2 separate regions of the Drosophila melanogaster genome follow, and region 1 is linked to region 2. The links are chromatin contacts, called in public HiChIP or PLAC-seq maps. All regions are on one chromosome and are shown on one strand. Each heading gives the region's core, a stretch centred on a gene start, on an enhancer-like site or on the middle of the called end of the contact. The rest is flanking DNA. Distances are from core to core; before and after follow the strand shown. Region 1 holds the start of fuss (fussel). Region 2 holds the start of pan (pangolin).

Region 1 (4,348 bases), core at 1,785-4,284, 910 kb before region 2:
TAAGGGTGTACTAAAATGGAAGCTTTGATCAACATTCTTTAGTTTATTTAAAATAAAATCATACATAGATATGCAGATGCTATACCAATAAAAGTGCAGCACACATGTACATACATATGTATGTATGATCGTCCCGCCCTTTAACCATCGAATACAAATACAAAAATCGTATACATTTATTCATGCACAAATCCACACACAATGCATAATTTTAATTGTTCGCTTCAAGGGTAGCGCTCAACTCTACTCGCTACACATCCCTAAGTAGGGGTTGGCTAAGGACTATTCATTTTTTCCATTTATCTGTGTAGGGCACGTCTCTGCTCGGGTGTTTAGTGTAACGATTTTGACCTCTTTTGTTTGTTACAATACCTTGTCGGCATCGGCTGTGGTTTCTAGTAGAATATCCCACTCTTTGTTATCTAAGCTGTACCACAGGCCCGTCTTTCATTCGTGATCTTCAATTGTTATCCATCTTGCTTTTTTGTCTGACCTTAATCAGATGAAATCTGTGGCTGACGACTTTTTTTGGAGCCAGCTTCAAAATTAGGCATTTCTAAATAATAACAAAAACTTCAAGCGGCTGTTATCAAGTATTGAGACCCTTTTATTTGTGTCGACGTTTAGATAATGAAAAGTATTTATTCCGTTTTCACATACACCAAGATAAAATATTACTATGCTAAATCCAACTATAGAGCACTTCATTAAATTAAGAGGCACTCCAAACATATTTGCTTTAATAGCCTCAAAAGCTGAGCTACCTTTACCATTACGGAAATATTTTAATAAAAACAAGGGAGAATGCTATAGCCGAGTTCCTCGACTATCAGATACCCGTTACTCAGCTAATATGTGCGAACTCAAAATTTCATATTTTTTCTGGGATATCGATACATATTGGGGAATAAAATAAGAAAAAATTTAAAAATTGTTCAAAAGTGTGGGAGTAAGCGGTTTGACGGCCCTTAGGGGTTAGAGAGGGCGGGGCAAAAAGTTGTTTGGCAAATCGATAGAAATTCACAAGACTAATAAAATTATGAAAAATATACAACCATTTTTTATAAATGTGGTCGTGAAAACTTTGTGCGGTTTGTAAAGTTTAGACTTGGCGTGTCTAAATTAGGAAACCAACTAGTGCTGCGTCTATGCTTTTTGGGTTGAATGCTTATTCTAAGCTTTTAAGCTCCTGAACTTTGGACGCTCTTACGAACGGAAGGACGGACGGACAGTCGGCTATTGATCCTAACCTTGCTAAAAACATTTTCATTTCACCGAACCTAATATACCCTTTTAGTATTCGGGTAACGGGTATAAGCCAAGACTAAAACATATTAACAAATAATGGTAAAATAGCTGAAAGTCCTTCACAAAACAATGGGAAGAATTTTGTTGACGTAGAAAATGAACGCAAACCAGGGCTGCTAAAATTTCCCACCGTGGGCAACGCATTAGTCCCATTAAACGATGTTGCCATCCTTATTTCTACACATATTGGGTGTTGCCATTACGCACTTTGCAGTTGTTTTGAGTTCCCGTTTTGAAATCTACACAAGTACTCAATTCTAATCGATAATATAATACAAAAATTTAACAAAACATGTGTAGGAATAGAGATGTCAATTATTTTCAAGTAAAATTTACTAGGTTTGAGTCGTAGCTTTAACATAGATAACATCAACAGAAAAATGCTTTCATTTTTCCAGCCATCTAGGCACATCTGTTTACATCAAAGCTCTGGCCAATCCACATTAAGCAACTGAGAACGCCATAGTAGAGTTCTCGGGCTACCAGATACCTGTTACTCTGTTAATGGAAGTTCGAACGAAAAATATCACCAATTTTCTGGTATGTCAATTTGAATAGGGAAGAAATAATAATATTAAAAATTTTTTCAGATATGTGACATTTTGGGCGGTTCATGAGCAACTCACAAATGATTTTGGTACATCTATAGAAATTTTCAAATCAAGTACTATACAAAAAACAAAACATTTTTCAACAGTGTGGGCGTGGTAGTTTTGGGCGGTTTGTGGGCGTAAGAGTGGACGTGGCATATCGATAGAAGTTTACAAGATTAATAAAGTGATGAAAAAATTCAAAACAAATTTCAAAGGTGTGGGCGCGGAGGCGTTTACCTTTTTTGGCGTGACAACATCAGGAAACAAACTTGCTCTGCATATATGTATGTATCTGGAAACTGCATGCTTACTCTCAACTTTCTAGATTCAAAATTCCTGCGATCGAGGCTCATGCGGACAAATCGACTCGGCTGGTAATCCTGATCAAAAATATATATGTATATATTTCGGGTCGGAAATTCTTCCTTCAACCTGTTACAGATACACATACTCGGTTAGTAAGAGTACGAACGAAAAAGTTAAAAATTCGTTTTGGCGTATCGATAGATACGGAAGGACCAAAATTGAAATAATTTCAAACTTGAAATTTTTAAAAAATATTTTCATGTTGTAGTGTTTCTCAATTTGATCGATATTTTACAAAAATTTTGAAATATCGAACTTGACTATAGTGTTCCATCTCGGTTTTACATAGAACATTGACCGTCCTACTCTTAAGTACTGCTATAAAATGTCAGTTGTATATGAATTGTGTGAGAATGAGCTCATGTATTACACACACATCCTTTAACTCGCCAATTAAATTCAATTATCGTTACCTAAATTCGTTGGTGAAGTTAATTGAATAGAAAGCAACATTTAACATTTCAATTGTCGCTACATACCTGTACAAAAACAGGGTTGATACCACAAACTATTATATTTAGAAGAGCGCAGGCGCGTACTTTTGGAAACGCCCTGGAAATTAGGATAGTTGATTCTTATTGGCTCATTTTTTCTAGTATGTATATATATATATCTTCTTCTGTGGTGTATCATTTGCTTTCGGTCTCTTATTGGCTATAAGCAGGATTATTTTGTTCTTAGACTTTTACAATCTGGTATCGGTATCGGTTTCCCACTCCTGCTGCTTTTCTTTAAACGATGTCAATACCAACGAATATGGTGTTTCATATTCAGTTTTCGCACCTATTTCGTGTTGGAATAATCTAGTCCTCAAAGAAAGTAACTACTGTGTTAAATTTTTTAACTAAAATCGAGTATACTTTCTTTTATCAAACTATAAGATGTAACTTCAATAATGAGAAATATTACGTATATAAAATATACGTTCCAAATATATTATAAAAGTGGACCGAAATCTTAAAACAAACAAAAATAATACACACAATTTAAGAAACTTCACAAAAAAAACTGTGTTAATAAGGCGAAATGAATCTAAACGGAACTTGAACGTAAGTCAACAAGTGTTAACAAATTTATCTAACAAATATAGAAAATACGCGCACAAATGTTCATAAAACAAAAAGTTCGTCTGACCCCACATCATTAAGGATTTCCTAAATATTTAAATTTTAATGTGGACATAAGGCCACATAGTGACGAAATAAACATTTTGGTTGGTTTCTCTGTCTGTCTGCAACAAAACGTTATTTTAAATTTCGAAAATAAAATCATTAGTTCGAAAAATCAATACTTACAATCGCTTAAAACAGTGCAAAATGTCGTAAAAAGTCTATACCAATGCGTATATATTCCATATAGCATAAACAAGTGTAAATTGTACTCTTCGGTAAATTGTATACGGTAAATCGGTAAGTTGTATACTCCTTCAGAACATTGAATACTATCTGGCTAAAATGTTCTATAAATTGTATACTAAACTCAAAATAAAACGTAATCGAGCTTATCGGTTTAAAGTGATATTTAAAAAAATATATATTGTTTTATTTATTCTTATATTTTTGTACCCGTTAGTCGTAGGATAAAAGGGTATATTAGATTCGGTTAAAAGTATGAAAGGAAGTGTTTCCGACCATATATTAAGCAGGATCGAGTCGGGTCGATCTGACCCTGTCCGTCTGTCCGTATGAATGTCTCGAGCTCAGGAACTGTAAAAGCTAGAATGTTGAGATTGAGGATGCAGCTTCCAGAGACATAGACACATCGACACACACAAAACTGCTACTCCCACACTTTAAAACCGCCCAAAATGCCACGCCCACGCTTTTGAAATTTTTTTTCGTAATTTTAGGAGTCTTGTGTATTTCTATTCATTTGCCAAAAAACCTGTTGCCACGCCCACAATAACGCCCTAAAGCGTTAGACGCGTTTGCGACGCAAACACTTTTGAATTTTTTTAGATTTTTCTTTGTTTTATTGTTTGTCTTGCGAATTTTCTGAGTCTATGGCAGCATGGATATTCACAGCCATTTTATTCACTTTAGCAGTTTTCAAAACACAAAAGCCAAATAGATATAGTTTAG
Region 2 (4,608 bases), core at 1,535-4,034:
GAGGCATGATTTTGACGGTTAGGTCGTATTTACCTAAATTGCAAAAGTTACATAGACTCGAAAAACTTCTTTGCACTGCAGAATAATTAAATAATCCATACTCTATAAGGGCATATCTGAAATTAAATTAAAAATGTAAAATTTAATAAATGGCAACTGCTAACATAAATAGTGAAATATAGTGTATATATTAACTACACCCGGAATTGGTAGACTAAAATGGAAAATAAGATTCTCCACTACATGTCTTCAAATCCAAATAATATATATATTATAAAATCTGTCAATGAATAAGAGTTTTGTAAAATTCTTAATTGCCACTGGGTGGAGATCGTGTTAAGTCTGGAATGCAGCAGCTTTGCTGCTTGGATTTTTATAAATACTGCTTAAACAATGTAGCGGTTAGTCGCAGGAATCCTGACAAAGAGCTGATTTCACACCAAATACATTTTATACAATGTTTTAATACATTCAAGTTGCGTTACAACTAGATTTTCTAAAGTATTAACAAATATTATTCAAATGCGTCGAAACAAAGGAGAAATAGTGGATGCGGGTAATCACCGCAGGGTGATTAGGTAAGTCGAAGTCGATTTCCACGACTTTCAGATATCCATTACTTAGCTAGTAAGAACGCTTGGTATTTATTTATTTATAAGTGGAATAAAAAACTTTTCAAAATTTGGCAACCTTTTGTGAGTATGAATAACTAATATGGAAAACAAATATGTAACAAATTTGGCGTAACCAAGCTTAAATTATTTAACTTATCATTATTTTCGATAAGTTCTAAAAATAGTTTAAGTAGTAGTTTAGTTTACAAATACTTTTAGAAGTGATAGTTTCTTTTTCCCAATGATGATAGAATATATATATATATAAATATAAGATATATATAAAAAAAAGCATTTTTAAAAGTGTTAGTGTTGTTTTGGCGTTAGAGTGGGCGTGGAAACATAGAGAGATTCCAGAAACTGCATGATCAACTTTATGCGGACAGTCAGGCAGGATATATAATAATATAACACAGCCGTACAATAATTATATTGATAGGTTCCAAAAAGTCGTTTAAAAACGATTTAGAGGTTGAGTTGGATTTGGAAATAGGGAACCGATTCACAGAACATTTATATTTTTTATTCTAAAGTAGTCACGCCAGTAATAGCGAGGTCTATCTTGTTCATCGTTTTAACATTTGTGGATATTATATTATTGTATTAATTTGTGGATATTATTACGTGCACAGTAATAATTAATGAGGTGAGGTCTATATTTTTTGAACTTGTATATATTATAACCTCTCCGAAAATGAAGAAGTCGTTTAAGTAAAATATACATTTTTTTACTCAATTTCTAAAGTCCAATCTTAACAACACTTTTATTCTGATGAAATATTGCTCGGATATGACGGATTATTTTAAATGAAAAAGTTGTATTAGAATAGGAATTTTCGTGTCTTTAAAAGCGTAGTGCAACAATTTTAATAAGTAACTAATAACTATACACATAAAAAATGTAGGTGTTATCATAATATTATTTTGTTAATTTCTTTAAGGTCTTGCAATTTACACAACAATGCATGCGGTTTAAAAATGCTTTTTATGTGTGTTCTCCATCTTCACACCTTTCCACAAAAAAAGGGCTGTAGTTACTAGAAATCTTCATTTCACAAAAAAAAAATAAATAAAAAAAAATAACCTTGCCCTTGCATTTTATTTAAAATAAAAGTTGTATCGACCTGCAAGGACAAATTCTTACTCACTTTTCTCGGAACTAAATGATTAGCAAAATGGAAAAGCGTATGTAAAATATACATACATAGCGATTTGTCACATTTCGGCTTTGGAGGCACGGCGATTTATTCATTACCTGACTGGGCCGTCGGAGATTTGAACTAAACGGATAGGTAGGCAGAACGCGCTGAGGCAAATAGCTAACTACATACTAGTTTAAGGTAACAACTTTGTCGACGCCGACAGCGGCAATAGCAAAAACAAAGCAGAATACGCATCGGCTCAAGACTAATGACACAACGAGTTTCTATTTAGAAACAAGATTGTGGTGTATCAACAGGTAGAGACGAAAACGACAGAGTCTAAACAAAAATATATGCGTAAAACAGAATACAGAAAACTGTATTTTCAGCAAATAAATAAACAAACATCAGGGTGTGTGTGAGTACTGTCGGCTCTCTGCATTCGAAGCAGAGGATCCAATGCCGTGTTTACATATACATGCATAGTTACACGTATACATATATCTATCTGATGAGTATCTACATATATGAACACGACAATGTGGTGTTAACTTTATATTTAAGTTATTAAAACAGAAAATCGGATCTGAAATTAAAATGTTCCCTGAAGAGCGAAAAAGTGCGCACGTTTGACTTTATTGTATAACTTGACCGATGACTGTGGATGTTATTATATTGAACTTAAGCAGGGACACTTACAGTGATGATTTGATTAAACAATCCGAGAGATTAGAGCAGTAAAATTTGAATCCTTTATACGTTAGTTTACTGAAAAGCTATCCACAAAGCCACAAATTTGCAGCAAACTTTTCTGTTATTAAGCACACTTACATGTGAGAAAAATACTAATTGAAAAAGGTTTCACAGTTAAAGGCATACACGCATTAATTAATCAGACACAATATTTTTGTATGTCATACATACATACGTATACTTTTTATCAACACACTTGCACGAGAATTCATTCTTGGGCCAGTCAACGAGTACCGAACGCAGCTTTGATCGCTGCTCTGCCAGCACACGAATGCCGATAAACACTCATATATATATTTGTTTTTGGCTGACATACACTTATACTAACACAGGAAGTTATATATGTTGCATATATGTATATTTATTCATCAAAGCACAATTGGGTGCACCCGCGACGGTAAGGTGATATATTTACACATTTTGTACTTTAAATCAGGCGCATAATTAATTTATACTGAAACAGGCACAAAACAAAGAATGGTACTCTAAAATAATTCCCGGTTCAAAATGTTATCAGATTTAAAACGCCGTACCACGTCTGCGTTGATCGAATTTTTTTTAAATTAGTGCTGGAATAACGACGATGGCAACTGTCGATAAGCAGGCGTGCATCGATGTTCTGCCGCGACAATTCTCGATATTTTGCTTATATCGAATGGCTCGATTAGCATTAAATAATCAAAAAAAATTATAACAAGAATTTTCATTTTTAACTTTTCAATGTTTGTTAGATGTTAAAACACAATAATAAGATTTTTTATTATTTTGGTTCGCTTAAGCTAAAGGTCGATATATTCATTTAAACTCCTAATAGCGGTTTGGGGTCATGCTTAGTTTTTAGAATGGATTATGTACATGATAAACTCATGCAGTTTTCACCCATACGCTACAATTTAAAGATATCGTATTTCGCTAATCACTGAACTTGTCGGGCATTGCCATCCTAATTTTAAAGTTTGGTTGTCGATTAACATTGTACAAATTACATCTCAAGATGGCTGCTCTTGATACGTGCAGATTTCAGAATGATACTTCGAAAATTCACCTCTCGGTGTATGTAGAATTCAGGATGGTAGTTCTTCATATGTGCATAAATCGTATGGCAGCTCCCGATATGTACAAATATCAGGATGGTAAGTTTCAAAATGTGCAAAAATCGGAAGGCACCTCCCGTGATGTGGGAGTTGCCAGGTGGCAACTCATGATATGTATAGGTGTATTTCCCATTAAACGGGCCAGCATTTGACCATTTGACCAGCATTGCCAAGCGTATTTCACCGATCCACGTCATTTTTAAAATAATCGAAATCGAAATGCGAGACCGTTTCTGAACTAGCAGTTGCCTAGCATCCTCCTAAAATTCATGAAGTTATATTGTATGGTGTGCCCCAATACAAAAATTAAAAACATTTATCAATCTTTCTTCATTTTAATTATAAAAATGTATTTAAAAACACTTGGGCCTGTTCCAATTTAACTGTGATGTTATTGATAATGGTAAACGATATCATATGATACGCACACTTTTAAAATTTGCCTTGGACCCAATTAAAAAAACTGACCGCAAGGCGGGATGATCTCGACGCCGAGATATAATGGAATCAAATTAGGCATGCAGATTCAGTTTGTTAAAAATATTTGGATGTTTGGAGAACACGCATAATAAAAAAAAGAGATCAATTTCGTACGCCCATAACTTCTGTAATGAAGCTGTAGTTCTACGTATTTTGGAAAGACCCTATGGCTTAGCCGGTCTCGAGCAACAGCATAGATATATTAGCTTTATACAAAATCATTTAAATGCTTAATTTTGTTCACTTAATTTTTAAAATTTATTTTTTTTTTTATTTATTTTGCTTTATACTAAAAAAAAAAGTCAAAAATAGTAAAATAAAACAAAATTAAGACATTTTACAAAATGATTTTTTTTTATAATTCTTGGCTCGTATCGAATAATTTCAGGATAATGAGACGTTCTTTGCTTACAAAAAAATTGGAATGGAAGATTAAAAATAATAAAATGCAAATATGAATTTACCCAAAACATTTATTCACTGCGTTTATATTTTTCTTATATATTTTTACCGTCTATGATGAAA

The links. HiChIP or PLAC-seq counts read pairs in DNA pulled down with a chosen protein or histone mark.
Region 1: a CP190 HiChIP or PLAC-seq map of the Kc167 cell line shows a contact between it and region 2, with 10 times the contacts expected there. The contact joins the promoter of fuss here to the promoter of pan in region 2. A contact is called at or near these places in 11 of 107 Hi-C or Micro-C datasets (the Kc167 cell line, the Ras3 cell line, the Sg4 cell line and 6 more) and 1 of 6 datasets of contacts at active chromatin or transcription factors (the Kc167 cell line).

What each region holds. Positions count from the first base shown.
Region 1 is chr4:977,175-981,522 of dm6, reverse strand. fuss (fussel) reads left to right here and starts at 3,034. Exons shown (of 5, transcript NM_001169358.2): 1 at 3,034-3,316. lncRNA:sphinx (long non-coding RNA:sphinx) reads right to left here. Exons shown (of 2, transcript NR_003114.2): 2 at 4,262-4,348.
Region 2 is chr4:67,829-72,436 of dm6, reverse strand. pan (pangolin) reads right to left here and starts at 2,784. Exons shown (of 12, transcript NM_001258477.2): 1 at 2,456-2,784; 2 at 1-116. The coding sequence starts at 7.